Regions from separate parts of the Sus scrofa genome. Here region 1 is linked to region 2. Evidence: chromatin contacts called from public Hi-C data. All regions are on one chromosome and are shown on one strand. The core of a region is the stretch at or near the end of the contact, and the rest is flanking DNA. Distances in the headings are between cores, read along the strand shown. Region 1 overlaps PTPRG (receptor-type tyrosine-protein phosphatase gamma). Region 2 holds the start of PTPRG (receptor-type tyrosine-protein phosphatase gamma).

Region 1 (2,700 bases), core at 83-2,582, 590 kb before region 2:
GATTAACAGGAGTTTCCTTCATGGCTCAGCAGTTAATGAACCTGACTAGGATCCATGCGGATGCAAGACTGATCCCAGGCCTTGCTCAGTGGGTTAAGGATCTGGCGTTGCCATGAGCTGTGGTGTAGTTCGAAGACATGGCTCAGATCCCCGTTGCTGTGGCTGTGGTGTAGGCCATCAGCTGCAGCTCTGATTATACCCTAGCCTGCGAACTTCCCTATGCTGCGGGTGTGGCCCTAAAAAGACAACAACAACAACAACAACAACAAAAAAAGTATGGAATTAACAGATACAAACTGCTACACATAAAACAGATAAGCAACAAGGATTTACTATATAACACAGAGAATAATATTCAGCATCTTATAATAACCTATACATATAAAACTGAATACTATATATATATGTAAAACTGAATCACTTGTCTATATACCTGAAACTAACATAATGATGTAAATCAACTGTACTTCAATAAAAAAGTCATGTAAATAGAAAAAATAAACTAACCTTTTTGATATTTATTTCCTTTTTAACAGAACCTCCAAGAAGCATTTAAGGAAAACTCATGGCTAGAGAAAATTATAGGCAGTATCATATTTTAAACTGCAGAAGCCAATAGTCCTGGAAAGGAAAAGTTGGCATGGCCAAAGTGCTATCATCTGAGAGCCACTGTTGTAGAAGAAAACACATGCTGGAGTAAAAATGATCAAGTTCCCTGATGATCATGAACACAAGGCAGGCACCTGTCTCCATGCACTGCTTCTGCTCCTTTGACCTCCCCAGGACTGAGGGTGCTGCCATTTTTGTGGGGTGCTTTTGGCCTGATATTTATAGTCAGTGTTTAGTGGAGCCACATAAGCCAGGCTGACTGCTGACCAAGGAAGCCAACCTGTGATTCCATCAGCAACATCATATTGAGATCTAGATTATCACAGGAGCCAGAGTCGAGCTCACTGACTTGAATGCCCAAGAAGCACAAAAGAGGGAAAAGAGGCAGTTGCTCATATTTACTCTGGAAGATTTCAAAGAAATTCACATCTTACCAGTCCGACAGTTTGTGCTAAGCATTAATTTTAGGGGGAACATGGCTGTCCTTTTCACTGCTGACAGGGAGCCACTCTGCATGAGAGAAAAGAGGGGCCTTTGGAGAAAAAGAAGGATGAAGGACCAGGAATGTTTTCTTCCTGATACAAGCAGACATGGGATTCGGTCTACTTGGCGTCTCTGAATTGGCTGTTTGCCTTTCTGAAATGAACATTCTGTGCTAACTCCAGAAAGAATGTTGGCAGGGTCAGGGTGGGAAGATCTGAAACGATAATACTCAGATGGCCAACACGTTCCCTTCCGTGGACCTACACAGCTGTGACCTCCACTCAGCTCACCCTCAAGGATCCAGCTGGGCCATGTGAAAATGAGCTGTTTCTTCCCTTGGGACAAAGAAAAGGGTATATGAAGCTGTGCCAGATACAGTAAAGTGTTTAGGGTAAAGAAACTAGGAGGTCAGTGAGATGAATTTATTTCTTCACTAGTTTCTGGAAACAATAGTACCTACAGAGAAGTCATACTAAAAATCCCAGAGAAAAACCCTTCAATTATTTTTCTCCCCACATGTATGGGTGCAGGGTAGAATAAAAAGATGGTAACAAAGCATTTTCTGGATACTCAGTTCCCAAATGTCAAAATGCTTCTAATTGACAAATACTTGACAAGCTACCAAGCCTAAAACTTTGCCTTTTATGTAGATCCACTAAACTGCCACGAAACCCAGTAACTGTTAATTACCTGGCTAAACAATTGCCTCTCTATGCCTCCCCCTCACAGGGCATCCTACCAAAAAAAGAAGAGAAAAAAAGCCAAACTTGAATTTCTTAACCTCATTATCTCAAACCTTTATATCTTTGAAGACAAAAGCATTTATCTTAACCGACAAAAGGGGGTCCCTTTTCAAAGCTCTGTCCCATGAATCTTGAGGATATAAATATTTGGGCTGCAATTTTATTTGATTTTAATAAAACAATGCTGGCTTCACCATTAGGAAGAAAACTTTTTTCATATTTCATTATCTCCGTAAGGCCAGCAGATCCTGTTCAGCCACTAAATTGCTAGTCTTTCTTTTTATCACAATGGAATGAAGAGAAAAAAAAAAAAGTCTGAAAGTAAAGCATCTGCCAACTTCAGAGAGGCCAAATAAATGTTTCCCCTGGCCCCACACTACCTACCTTTGTTAATGGGCTATCTCTTCTGTACAAAGCTCCTTCTAGGTGACCTGCTCCATTTACCACCCCCTGCTCCCCAAGGCAACATTGGATGTCTCAGAACAGGACCAGTACCTCTGCTGATTTGCTGAAAAATGAACACAGGACCCAAAGCCAGCCAATTTGCTGGGTTGCCAACATCTATTTGGATCTCTTCCTGAATACTTGGCCAGACTGTTATCAGTTGGTGGCTGGCCCTTGAGTTGAAAGGTCAACTAATATTAGAGTAACCATATTGGGTTCTACTCCCCTCCAAAGAAAACCCACACTCAAACTGAGAGAGAGAAGGAACCAGAATTTTGAAAAAGTACGGAGTCACAAAGCGTGGATGAAACTAAGATGTAAGAGTCTGTATGGCCCTGAAAGGCAGAGAGTACACTTGCTCCTCACTTTCTAGCTACAGTCCTGGTCGTGACAGCTTCATCTCGGGATGTCCCTGCTATGG
Region 2 (2,700 bases), core at 195-2,694:
CCGAGCCCCAGCCCCCGAGCCAGGGTCGCCCCTGACCCCTGGGACCGGAACGCAGGCTGTTCCCAACATCCCCGATTCTTCACGGCCAGCCTTCAGCTTCCACCGTCTGGGCACCAGCCTCCCCAAAGGGTCGGGGAGCAGCAAATCACGCCCCCCCATAAGCTCCTTCAAACCCCGTCTGAGCAAGGGGCGCACCCTGCGCCCCCCAAACCCACAAAGGCATCCTCCCCATTGCCCCGGTCTCAAAAACCCCAGAGCTCTAGCTCCCCCGAACAGCGGCGAATCAGCAGAATGAGTCTTCTTTTCTCCCGACTCCGGCCCCCTTAGGCCCCCCAAACCCGAGAGAAACACAGACTTCTGCGGCCCCCGGCCCCCTTCCCGGCCAGCCCCTACTTCCATCCTCCCCAACCGCCAGCCTCCCTAAATGCTGCCAGAGCCAGCGGAGCGTATCCCTCTCCCCTTCATGGGCGCCCGACCCCCCTCCACTCTCTCCGGGGTCCCGGGGACGGGTGCCTGAGCTCCGTGCCCCGGGAATAACTCCATATCCCCCGCGCGCGCCGGCCAGGGCCGCGTCCCTCGGCGGCCGGCACTCACCGGGGAAGCACACGACATAATGGAGCACGGAACTGGTGATTTTCAGGAACAAAATCCACCAACACGGTTCCAGTAACCTCCGCATGTCCGAAAACGCACATCGAAAAGAGGAAGGCAGGGGGGTGGTAAACTTGTTGAATAAGTTCTTGCCTCCGTGTGAGCCTCCAAGCCTGGGCTCTTCCCCTGCTCGCCCGCTCAACGGGCCCCCCGCTCTCGGCGGCCCAAGTCCCCCTGGAATCCGGGAAACCGCTGAGCGCCCCCCGGAAAAATCTCAAAAAGTGACCGGGAACGTGGAGCCACGCTGGGGACGATCCTCGGCGGAGAAGGGCTGTTTTCTGTTCAAATAGGAGCGAGCAGGGCGAGGAGTCGGCGCGCGGCGGCGATGCCCGGGGCCCGGGGCAGGCAGGGACTGAAGGCGGCGGCGGCGGCTAGCAGCCGAGGATCCCCAACTTGAATCGGCAGCGCAGCCCTAAAGCCGGCGGGCGGCGGCGGGGCTGAGCGCGGCACAGCGTCTCCGGGCTTCAGGCAGGCAGCTCCTTCCAGGGCCCCGGGAAGGAAGGAGGCATGTTTGCGAGCAGGGAAGGGGAGGGTAGTGGCAGGAGGAGCGAAGAGCCCCCCCAAAATAGAAACGGCTAGAGGAAACCAAGGAAAACACAAAGGATCTCAGAGGGGCGCTGGGGCGAGGGCGCCTTCAGTCCATGCTCCTGAAAGTTGTGGCTCCGGCGCGAGCTGGGGAGGATCGGGGAGCGCGGGGCTGGAAACTAGCCATGCCTCCATACAGGAAGTAACATGTGAGCATGGATCCTGGCAGAGACTTTAAAGCCGGCGAGCGAGCAGGGGGCGCGCGGCGGCGGTGGCGGCGGCGCGCGATCAAGGACGCGCGGAGACTGCGGGGACGCGCAGCGGGGCTGCCGGCAGCGGGCGCGCGCGCACCGCGCTCTTAAAGCAGCCACGCTCGGCTCCCGCCTCTGTGGGGTCCCACAGCCCACTTCTCTCCCCTCGCCAGGCCGGAGTGCTGTGGACTCGGCGGGGGCAGTTTGGGTGCCGAGGGCTGCTCTGGCTGGGTCTCGGAAAGCGGGAGAAGGGCAGCTGCTTCTAGGGGTCAGCGAGTCTTTGCCAGATTCCCGTTCAGCTAGCTCTTAAAGACGCCGCAGTTTGAGCGGCTTTGGCAGCTGTCCCCTGGACCCCGTCAGCGTTTTTCGCGGACGGGAGACTTGTAGGGGCCCAGGCTCGGGTTTGAAGAGAGGAGGGGGGCCGACGGCTGCCTTCATAGCGTGATGGGGTTTCGTGTTGGGTTTCCGCGCCTTGGTAGCGCCGCGGCGGGGCGCGCCCTGCTCACTCCTTGCTTGCGCCCCCCAGCCTGGCGAATTCCCCCGCTTTGGAAACAAAGCCGAATGGCCTTTGCACTCGGACTGAGCTTTGAGATTTAATTTTTTTCTTCATTTCTCTCTCTCTCTTTTCCTTTTCTTTTCCGCCTTCCATTGGCCATGTTCCCGACTGGGGAGAGGTGGGGGTGGGGAGGCATATCGATCCTAGGCTTTTGAAATCCTGTCCTTCCGAGTCCCACACCCCTTTTCCCGGCGCCACGATGGTTCGGTGGCAGAGTTTTCCCAACTCGCGGCTTCACAGGAGGAGGGAAGGTTCCCTTACTCCGGCCTGGTGGTGGAGAGGGTGCAGGAAGTGCGCCTCTTACCCCTGACTGGGTGAAAGCTGCGCCCCTGGGCAGGACCGATTTCCTGGCAGCTACTCGGGGAGCCGCAACCTCTTTAGCAATCGCGGAGAGGCGTGTGAGGGAAATGGGAGGACTGGGCTTATCTGTTAGAGTTTTGTCCCTTGGCTCTCGGTGAGAGAGATCTTTATCGCTAAGACTTCTAAGCGCCCTATTTTCCCCTCTTATGGCGGTGCTAAAAGTGGGGGAGGTGGGCTTTTGATTAAATGGGTAATTCAGCCAAAGTAATTAGCCATTTGTAATTTTTGCCTAATTTTTCTGCCTCAGTTTAAAAGCCATCTTGACTTGTTTTTATCATGCCCCTGCTGTTTCATCCCACCACGCAGGGTCCTCCACCCACCCAAACATCCCAACCGGATGCTAGGTTTTCAAATAAT

The links. A called contact is a pair of places that touch in the nucleus more often than the background predicts.
Region 1: a Hi-C map of skeletal muscle shows a contact between it and region 2, with 4 times the contacts expected there. The contact joins the enhancer-like site here to the promoter of PTPRG in region 2. A contact is called at or near these places in 2 of 5 promoter capture datasets (fetal liver and liver), 3 of 47 Hi-C or Micro-C datasets (liver, mesenteric adipose tissue and skeletal muscle) and 1 of 2 datasets of contacts at active chromatin or transcription factors (skeletal muscle).

Annotation. Positions count from the first base shown.
Region 1 is chr13:43,720,478-43,723,177 of Sscrofa11.1, reverse strand. All of the region lies in intron 8 of PTPRG (receptor-type tyrosine-protein phosphatase gamma), which reads right to left. Among named protein-coding and RNA genes, the nearest start is that of C13H3orf14, 180 kb to the left of the region's middle. Within about 2 kb of position 1,332, at least 7 of the 83 cell types and tissues checked have an H3K27ac peak or open chromatin away from gene starts, as enhancers often do. A contact at or near this core is called in mesenteric adipose tissue and skeletal muscle, where this site is marked.
Region 2 is chr13:43,131,530-43,134,229 of Sscrofa11.1, reverse strand. PTPRG (receptor-type tyrosine-protein phosphatase gamma) reads right to left here and starts at 1,444. Exons shown (of 31, transcript XM_021070772.1): 1 at 595-1,444. The coding sequence starts at 612.